Linked DNA regions of Pan troglodytes: region 1 is linked to region 2. A link is a contact called in public HiChIP or PLAC-seq data. All regions are on one chromosome and are shown on one strand. Each heading gives the region's core, a stretch centred on a gene start, on an enhancer-like site or on the middle of the called end of the contact. The rest is flanking DNA. Distances are from core to core; before and after follow the strand shown. Region 1 holds the start of PIAS3 (protein inhibitor of activated STAT 3). Region 2 holds the start of LIX1L (limb and CNS expressed 1 like).

Region 1 (4,008 bases), core at 1,113-3,612, 100 kb before region 2:
TAGGTGGCTGGAGGATTGTGCCCTTCAGCCCACCCCTCCCAACCACCTTAATTCACCTCGGCTATTTCCCCCAAGCCTCTGAAGCTTCTGTGGCCAGGGTTTTCAGGTCAGGGTTCAATGCTCATAACTTCCCCAGATCCTTTCTTGGAATCGTTTATATAACCACCCCCTCCCCACAACTTAGTCCTATTTTTCTGGAAGGGAAACAGGACCAAAACTTGGGTCAGGGAGATTAACAGTGAATCACTGAGTCCAAGTATCCTGCCTGTTTACTCTCTCTGCCAGGAACCATAATCTGGCATCTCTCCTACACAGAGAAATTAATACTCCTCTACAACTTACAGCGCCCCCCTATAGGGGTGGAAGAGGAGAGGGCAGAGCTCTAAACAGAGACCCTGGGTGGATGAAGGAAAAGCCTCTGAGTCAGGGCACAGAATCGCAAATCCCCTGAAGGTAGCTGGGCCCAGTGGCTAGACCTCCAGCCTGCCCAGGACCATAGCTCCCATTTCAAAGGGCAGAAGAAAACCAGGAGGCAGGCGGATGAACTCGGTAGTTTGAGGTTCTATGAGATGTCCTCAGATGTGGTCACCCTCCAAACTCTATGTAGCAGGAGGGGAGCGCTCTCCTTAGAAGACTCCCTTCTGTGAATCTCTAGGAGATCCTGTCATGTGCAGGGCTTGCTAGCCCTACACAATTCTTCTCATAGGAGGCTTTGTCTTGGACCCCTTTTATGGAATGTGATGAGAAACTTGCTCCTCTTTCTCCCCATCCTTATCTCCTCTGTCCTGTCTTTTTTTCTCCATTAGCTTCCCCTATAACTTCCCACCTTTCTATCCCATAGTTTCACATGCCTCTGCCTCTTCCCAAACACCGCGATTCACTAAGGCAGGACCTTCCTCTGAGCCTCCAGGATGCTTCTGGCCCACCCCTCGAGGTATCGGCCCGCACAGCCCCGCCCCCTGCATCTCAGCAGCCTACTGGTATTTCCCAAAGCTCGGATCCCGAGAGTAGCCCCAAAGACCCTATCCTCTCAGCTGCCTTTCCCCCGGAGCCTCCCCTACGTCTGCCCCGCGGTCCCATCCCTGCATGTGCCCCCTACTGTTGCATCTCTTGGCCTTGATCGACTCGCCCCCAGTGCCTCTACAGCAGCTTTTCCCCCTGGCCCTACCCCAACAACTGCCCCTACTACTAAATCCGACTTCTACCCCTCGTCCCCGCCCCCTGCGCCTCAGCCCCCAACAGCTGCAATTCCCCTCGGCCCCACCCCTACATCTGCCCCGCAGCCCCGCCCCCGGAGCCCCGCCGCAGCCCCTTCCTCGCTCTCAGCTACTTCTCTCCCATCCTCAGCAGCTCGTGCCTGCCACGTCGTCGGCGCCCACCCGAGCCCCGGCACCCAGTCTCGGTCGCTTCCCGGACACGGCGTACCGCCGGGCTGAGTCCAGATGGGGATGGGGGGAGGGGGCCGGTACCTTTAATTCGCCGAGCTCCGCCATCTTGAGACATCGCAGGCGCCCCAGCCGGAGCCGGAGCTCAGGCCCAGGGACCGGCGCACAACTCTCCACCCTGGCGCCGGCCGCAAATGCCGCCTGCTCCGCCCCGTCCGGCCCCCTATACCTCCCCTTCCCGGCCCCGCCCGCCTGGCTTCGGACAAGCCCCAGCCTGAGCCCCTCCCTCCACAGCCGACCCAGCAGCTACACGTCTGCGGCCGGTTGGCAGGACGCGTAGCCCCGGAGGGAGTGTATGGCCCCCAAGATCGCGGGGTCCCTAGGGCAACGGGGAGGAGGCGGGCCCGAAGTGCCTGGTGGAGGGGGGCTTTGCCACGGCAGAGTTGGGAGGGGACAAGCTTTTAGGGAGCCAAAGATACTTGAAAGATGGAGGGAAAGTATCGGGAACTGCTAGAGCTCAGAGAAATGGGGGAGGGGGTAGCGAAGTTGGAGCGCAAACCCTCATCTCCATCTCTACATAAGTTTAATCAACTAAAATCGAGAGGTCTTCCAACTCGGGAAATGGGCGAGCGCTGATCCGTCTTAGGGAAGCCGTGGAGTCGGCATTCAGTAATTCACCCACTCCTCCTCCCCCATACACCAACTACAGTGCAGCTCGTGGTCCGATCGTAGGACTCAAACTCGGCAGCAAAAAAAAGTTTGGTGCGGGGAGCGGGACTTACCAGCACAATTGTGGGAAATGGAGAGAGGGCTCGGGAGGCTCAGAGGGCGGGCTGGAGAGGTGGGGGAATGGGGCTCGGCGCTGCTCCTGCTGTCCGCACGGCAGAAGTTCGGTCCAGCAGCCGGACGCGGCGGCCGCGGCTCCGCCCGGGCCGGAGCTCCGCCCGGCCTAGCGCCCGGGCTGGGGCCGCCCCCTCCAGGGGAAGCCCGCCAGGACCGCCGAGAGGGAAGGGGGGCGGAGCTCGGGCGAGAGAGGGAAGGACTCAGAGCCCGACATTGGAGAGATTAACTCCTGGTGTGAGTGGATCTGGAGAGACGAGATCCTTGGATCCCATCATTCTCACTACCTCTGTGACCCCTCACGCTTATGTATGGGATTGGGGTGGTGGCACACTGCTGCTAAGCCGGTGTGAACCAGGTATCTGACACTATAAAGCAGTCTTCCTTGAAATGACAACTGTCCCTCCCTAGGGCAAAGCCTGGGGTACTGAATCCAAAGTGTACCTAACAGTAACTACCCTAGATACACGTGCAGAATACCTCCACCAGAGCCCCCATACCTTTGGTGTAGCTGAAGATGAACAGAGGGATTTTCTTACCCACAAAAGGGATCTTTCTGTCCCTCTCTGAACTGCCTACCCACTCTCCTTCCTCCAAAGCCTTGGACCCTCCAGAGGCCCCATCCCAACCAAGCTGATCACTCACATGCAGGCCCCAAATTAAATCTGTTTCTGTATCCATGGAAATACCTATTTTTTTATTTTTTTGGGGGGGGGACCAAGTCTCACTCTGACACCCAGGCTGGAGTGCAGTGGCGCGACTTGGCTCACTGCAACCTCTGCCTCCCGGGTTCAAGCAATTCTCCTACCTCAGCCTCCCGAATAGCTGAGATTACAGGCCTGCGTCACCACGCCCGGCTAATTTTGTATTTTTAGTGGAGACAGGGTTTCACCATATTGGCCAGGCTGGTCTCAAACTCCTGACCTCGTGATGCGCCCGCCTCACCTTGGCCTCCCAAAGTGCTGGGATTACAGGCGTGAGCCGCCGCGCCTGACCCAGAAAATACCAACTTAAGGGAAATGTACCCCTACTACATACTGAGAAACTCACAGCATTTTATAGTTGGCTGCATATTTGTTCAATAAATATTTGAGTGCTTATCAGGGATCATTAGGTGCTGAGGACATAAAAGCCTTGCAGGAGTTCACAGTCTAGCAGCAGAGACAAGACATGTTAAACCTATAATCAGCACACCAAAAAAAGAGCTTTAATAAATAGGAAGAATCCTTTTATTTAGCCTAAGCCTTCAGTATAATCCTCCTCATAAGACCCTACCCAGGCCAAAGATTGAAGGTGCCAGGCTACCAATATTCCCAGGCACCTGTTGAACTGGAACTAGGCCCAGTTACTTTGTGGTTTTTGTCCCTAGGGAAGATGCCACCCTCTCCTAACACTCAGGTTCTTTCCTTGCTGCTTTGCTACCCAAATTGGTGAGCGCTTCAAGCTAAACTCAGACTCAACTAGTTCTAAATTCCAGCTGCTCCCTTCCAACACCTGAGTCTTCATCAGGTCCTGAGATCTTTTTTGCTGTTGTTCTGTTCAGTCCTCTAGATCAAAAGTTACTATAGTTTGTATTTCTAAGAATTTTCAGTAGTTGCAGGATGAGGAAGGTAGGGAGGATTATTAAAAAGAGACAAAGCGGGGATCTTTCGGAAGTGATGGATATGTTCGTTATCTCGATTGTGTATGGGTTTTATGGGTGTATATGCATATGAAAACACATCAAATTGTATACTTCAAATACATGCATTTTACATGGAGAGACATATTGACGTATATCAGT
Region 2 (3,955 bases), core at 726-3,225:
GCTAATAGCAGTTCCATCACATAGCCTTGTTAAATCTTGGGATTACATTGGAAAAATAATATTTCCTCATGAGTTTCAGATTCATCCATTTGTATCCCCAGCACCTAGCAGAGTTCCTGTCTTATAATAGGAGTTCAAATTGTATGAAGAACAAAGGGAAATTGATGATGAATGAATCATTAGGCACATATAGCAAAATGGCTCTAAAAATCCGTTTTCATAGGAATTTTTGGGTTTACATTATTAGGATTTAAGAGTGGGAAAAAGTGAAGCATGTTCTACTTAAGGAACTATGAACCAACAAATTTGAGATAATAATCATTTTTAGGTTATATGTCATTTGCAATGTCTCAGTCAATCCATATTGTAACCCTTGAATAAACTGAAGCTCAGTGAAATTAAGTCCCTTCCCCCAAAGATTTGGCTGGTAAGTGACAAAGATCTCCAAAGCCTGTGTGTGCTCTTTTCACTAAACTTTCTTAAAAAAAGAAAATCTACAGAAAAGCCCTGTAACTTTTCTCTGTATTATTGTTAAACAGAAAGTTAAAGATATAGTCACTTCCAGGTCAGGCAGGACCTGGCCAAGCAGACAGAAGGGATGTCTTGTAAATTCCAGGCTTAAATTCTGTATTCCACACCCTTCACTATATATTCCTTATTACTTACACTATAAATCTGGAACTCAAACTCAGACAGGAAACTACACTAGTTAAACGAAAACAACAAAGAAAACCCTCACATCCCTCTTTCCAGAAATTAACGAAGTTTTCTAACTGAAATAGAGTTTCTAACCTGGCACATTTCCACAGAATTTAACATTGAAAGAGCCAAGGCCTGGGATTTATCCTCAGTTCCTGGGCAAGGGCCAGGAAAACAGAGCCAGACAGAAAGGCTGGAGTTGTGAGTCTCCATACTAAAAAAGATACCAAAGTAAGGTACTGAGCCACAGGAAGCTGGTGTGAGTTCAGTGGTACAGGTCCGGATTTAAATACACAATTACTATGAGTGACTTGTGAAGGCACTACCTAGTTCCCCAGTAAATCTGAAGTTGCACTGAAATTTCAGAGTGAAGGTAAGTAAGTAAAGAATTTAACAGTCAAGGTTAAGGGGCTGGAGCAAATTAACAGGTGAGTCCAGGAATTGCAGAGATCACAGAGGAAAGACTGAGAGGGTATGGATGAGAAACTGGATCTGAAATAAAAGACAGGATCCCACACAATGGGGACTGGTTCTCAAAGGCAGAGAGATGTTAAGGTATTAAGCTGGAGGAGGAATTCCATTTCTAAAGGAGAAAAGCTTAGGAAGAAAAGAGGATTGTATCTGAAAAAGGGTCCCTGGAGAATATATTAATAACTCAGTAAAGGGGAGGAGGTAGGAGGCTTAAACGTGTGTATGAGTGTGTGCGTCTGTGCGTGTGCGTAGCCCAGAAGGAAACTCCCCAAAAGGAAATGCATGTGAGGGCTCCACGCCAGGAAAAGCGATCCGGAGGACTGTTGGAGCAAGGCTCCCTTACAGAGGGTGTCGCGCAGGAGGCCAGACCCGCAGACTCACCTCGGCCATAGCCCTGCGTGTGCTTGGCGAAGCTCCTCACCACGGCCTCCACGGCCTCTCGCAGCACTGCCGGGCTGCCGGCGGCGCCGGGGGGCAGGGGTAGTCCTGGGGCCCCAGACAGGAGCAGCGGCGGCGGGGGCGGTGCGGGAGGCGGCGGGGCAGGCGGGGGGCCCGCAGGGGGTGTGGCGGTGGCAGCCGCGGCCCCAGTCACTCCGGGCCGCAGCGCTCGGAGAGTGCCCCTCCCGCTGGTGCCCACACCAGGCTGCAGCCGCTGCGCTCGCATAGTCTCCATCCCGGCCGCCAATGGAGTAGCGCCCCGGAGCCTGCCAGCCTGCCGAGCTAACGGTCCCAACCACCCCAGTCAGCTAGCGCCTGGGGACTCAGGGCGGTGCCAGGGCCGAACCTTCAGTCAAGTGGGGGCGGGGACGAGCTAGGTCCCATGCCAATCACCAGTGATGGGGCGGGAGCTGGAGGGCTCCTGCTCCGCCATAGGCAAATTATTGAGGAGGGTGGGGATTCTCAGAACCAATTGCAAAGAGAAAAAGCGTATCCTCTGAAAGGCAGACGCAGAGCTTGGGCGCGTCTTTGGGAGTCCTGTGGCAAACACTAGAAAGCAGGACAGAATCTTGGGGCTGGGCTTGAAGAAAAAAATGGGCCTAGATGCAAGATTGGGGAGGATTGCAGACAGAGTAGAGATCATTTTGTCCTACCATTTCATTTCACTGATTGTAGGTGAGGAAATTGTGGCTCAGAGAAGTAATTCGACTTGTCCAACATCATATGCAATTGGTGGTGGAGCTAAGGCAAGAAAGATACTGACATTTAATGAACATAAACTATGCAATGTACTGTAGTGCATGTCTTATTTACAATCACAATCACTAACCAGATTTTGTTATTTTAGGGATAAGGAAACAGATGCTGAGGGAAGCTAGAAAAATTGGCCAAAATTAAATAGCTAAGAGATGGCAAAGTGGAATTCAGAGTTTAAGCATAGGTGTTCTGATTCCCAATATTTTTATCTTTTTACTATGCCACATTGTTGGGTAAATTTCTGAGTTCACTTATTCTAAGTAGAGGAAGGGAATAAGAGAGAGTGGGATGGGCAAGTCTCTTTGCCTCCCATTAGAGTGAGAAAGAGTTAGGATACATGCAGAAAATTAGCAAACTCAGAAGTCCAGTTGGGGGAATTAAGAAAATTACCCTTGTTGGTATAATATGTCAGACTGGGTTCCTCTGATTACTTTGCACACACACACACTTGCACACATGCACACACACACACTCTACATACCCTTTATCATGTGGTCACCAGGCCATTTTTGCTTAGGTGAGATTATATTAACTGCTTCCCCCCATCTCTCCTACAGTGGCTCAGAAATCAAAGATGGGGAAATAGAGGCCAGAAGTAGAAGAAAATAGAAGAAACACACTTGGTGAAATGAAAATTAGACCCTGAATAAAAACTGTGAGTAGTCAAGAAATAGGAAGTTTCAAAAGGAGACAGTTAATCTACTGGGATATATCTGCTGATGATGGAGGGAGGAACTTTTTGTAGGAACCTTAAAGAATTCAAGGTTGGACATAGAGGAAACTGGAGGAAGTGAAATCCTGTCAAATGCCTTAAAATCTTCAGGACACAGGACACTTGCCTTTTCTCTATAGAAAAGTTGGTTTCTTGGAAAGAAGGTGGCTGGAACGGCTAAGTATCCCTTGGATAATTATAGCTATAAGTTAGTGTTACCCTCCCTCCCCATTCCTCATTCCCCATACCCACACCTCCAGGCAGAAGTGACAAAACAGAGACTTCTGAACACATTTATTTGATATGTCAAGTGGAGAGAGGAGTGATTTAGGGTTTCTCCCCACTTCTACCTGTGGGGGTGTTCATAAGCTCAGACAGACAGAAGAGCAGCTTAGAGCCCATGACCCACCCCCTGGGAAAATGAGACAATCTGTTGTAGTTGTTGGAGGAACAGGGTGGGAATAAAAAGCAGGAAGTTGAGAAGTGAAGTTGAGAGCAGTAAAGACAGCAGCAGAACTGAGGCTGGGGGTTGCTGCAGGAACCCCCAAGAAGAGTGAAAAAGATATCCTGAAAAGTGGTTGGGGTTAGAAGCAGGGTGTGAATAAGGAGCCAGGCCTGGAGAAAGAAGCAAGACCTGCAGAATGGGCTGGGATGTTCACGGAGAGAGTGTGCAAAATCATGATAGGCTGTGTTTCAGGGCATACATGGAAAGCAAGGGATTGCTTCTGCAGGAGGGCAAAGACATCGGAGACTGCCCATAAGTAAGGGTTCCCTACTGCTTCTGAACAAATGCAAGAGAGTTTAGGACCCTAGCCCTGTGTGTTTATTGATGTGCTGTGCCTGTAGGTCCACAAGTAATCCCATATGCACGTGAAATGA

Evidence for each region. HiChIP or PLAC-seq counts read pairs in DNA pulled down with a chosen protein or histone mark.
Region 1: a contact with region 2 is called in an H3K4me3 HiChIP or PLAC-seq map of stem cell-derived excitatory neurons, with 2.3 times the contacts expected there. The contact joins the promoter of PIAS3 here to the promoter of LIX1L in region 2. A contact is called at or near these places in 1 of 7 Hi-C or Micro-C datasets (stem cell-derived neural progenitor cells) and 1 of 1 datasets of contacts at active chromatin or transcription factors (stem cell-derived excitatory neurons).

The regions. Positions count from the first base shown.
Region 1 is chr1:106,749,797-106,753,804 of NHGRI_mPanTro3-v2.0_pri, reverse strand. PIAS3 (protein inhibitor of activated STAT 3) reads right to left here and starts at 2,362. Exons shown (of 14, transcript XM_063815114.1): 1 at 2,168-2,362. NUDT17 (nudix hydrolase 17) reads left to right here. Exons shown (of 8, transcript XR_010158853.1): 8 at 1-774.
Region 2 is chr1:106,649,527-106,653,481 of NHGRI_mPanTro3-v2.0_pri, reverse strand. It overlaps LIX1L (limb and CNS expressed 1 like), which reads right to left and starts at 1,975. Exons shown (of 6, transcript XM_001162231.8): 1 at 1,552-1,975. The coding sequence starts at 1,843. It overlaps POLR3GL (RNA polymerase III subunit GL), which reads left to right. Exons shown (of 10, transcript XM_054670086.2): 3 at 2,922-3,019. It overlaps ANKRD34A (ankyrin repeat domain 34A), which reads right to left. Exons shown (of 2, transcript XM_016941711.4): 2 at 3,356-3,955.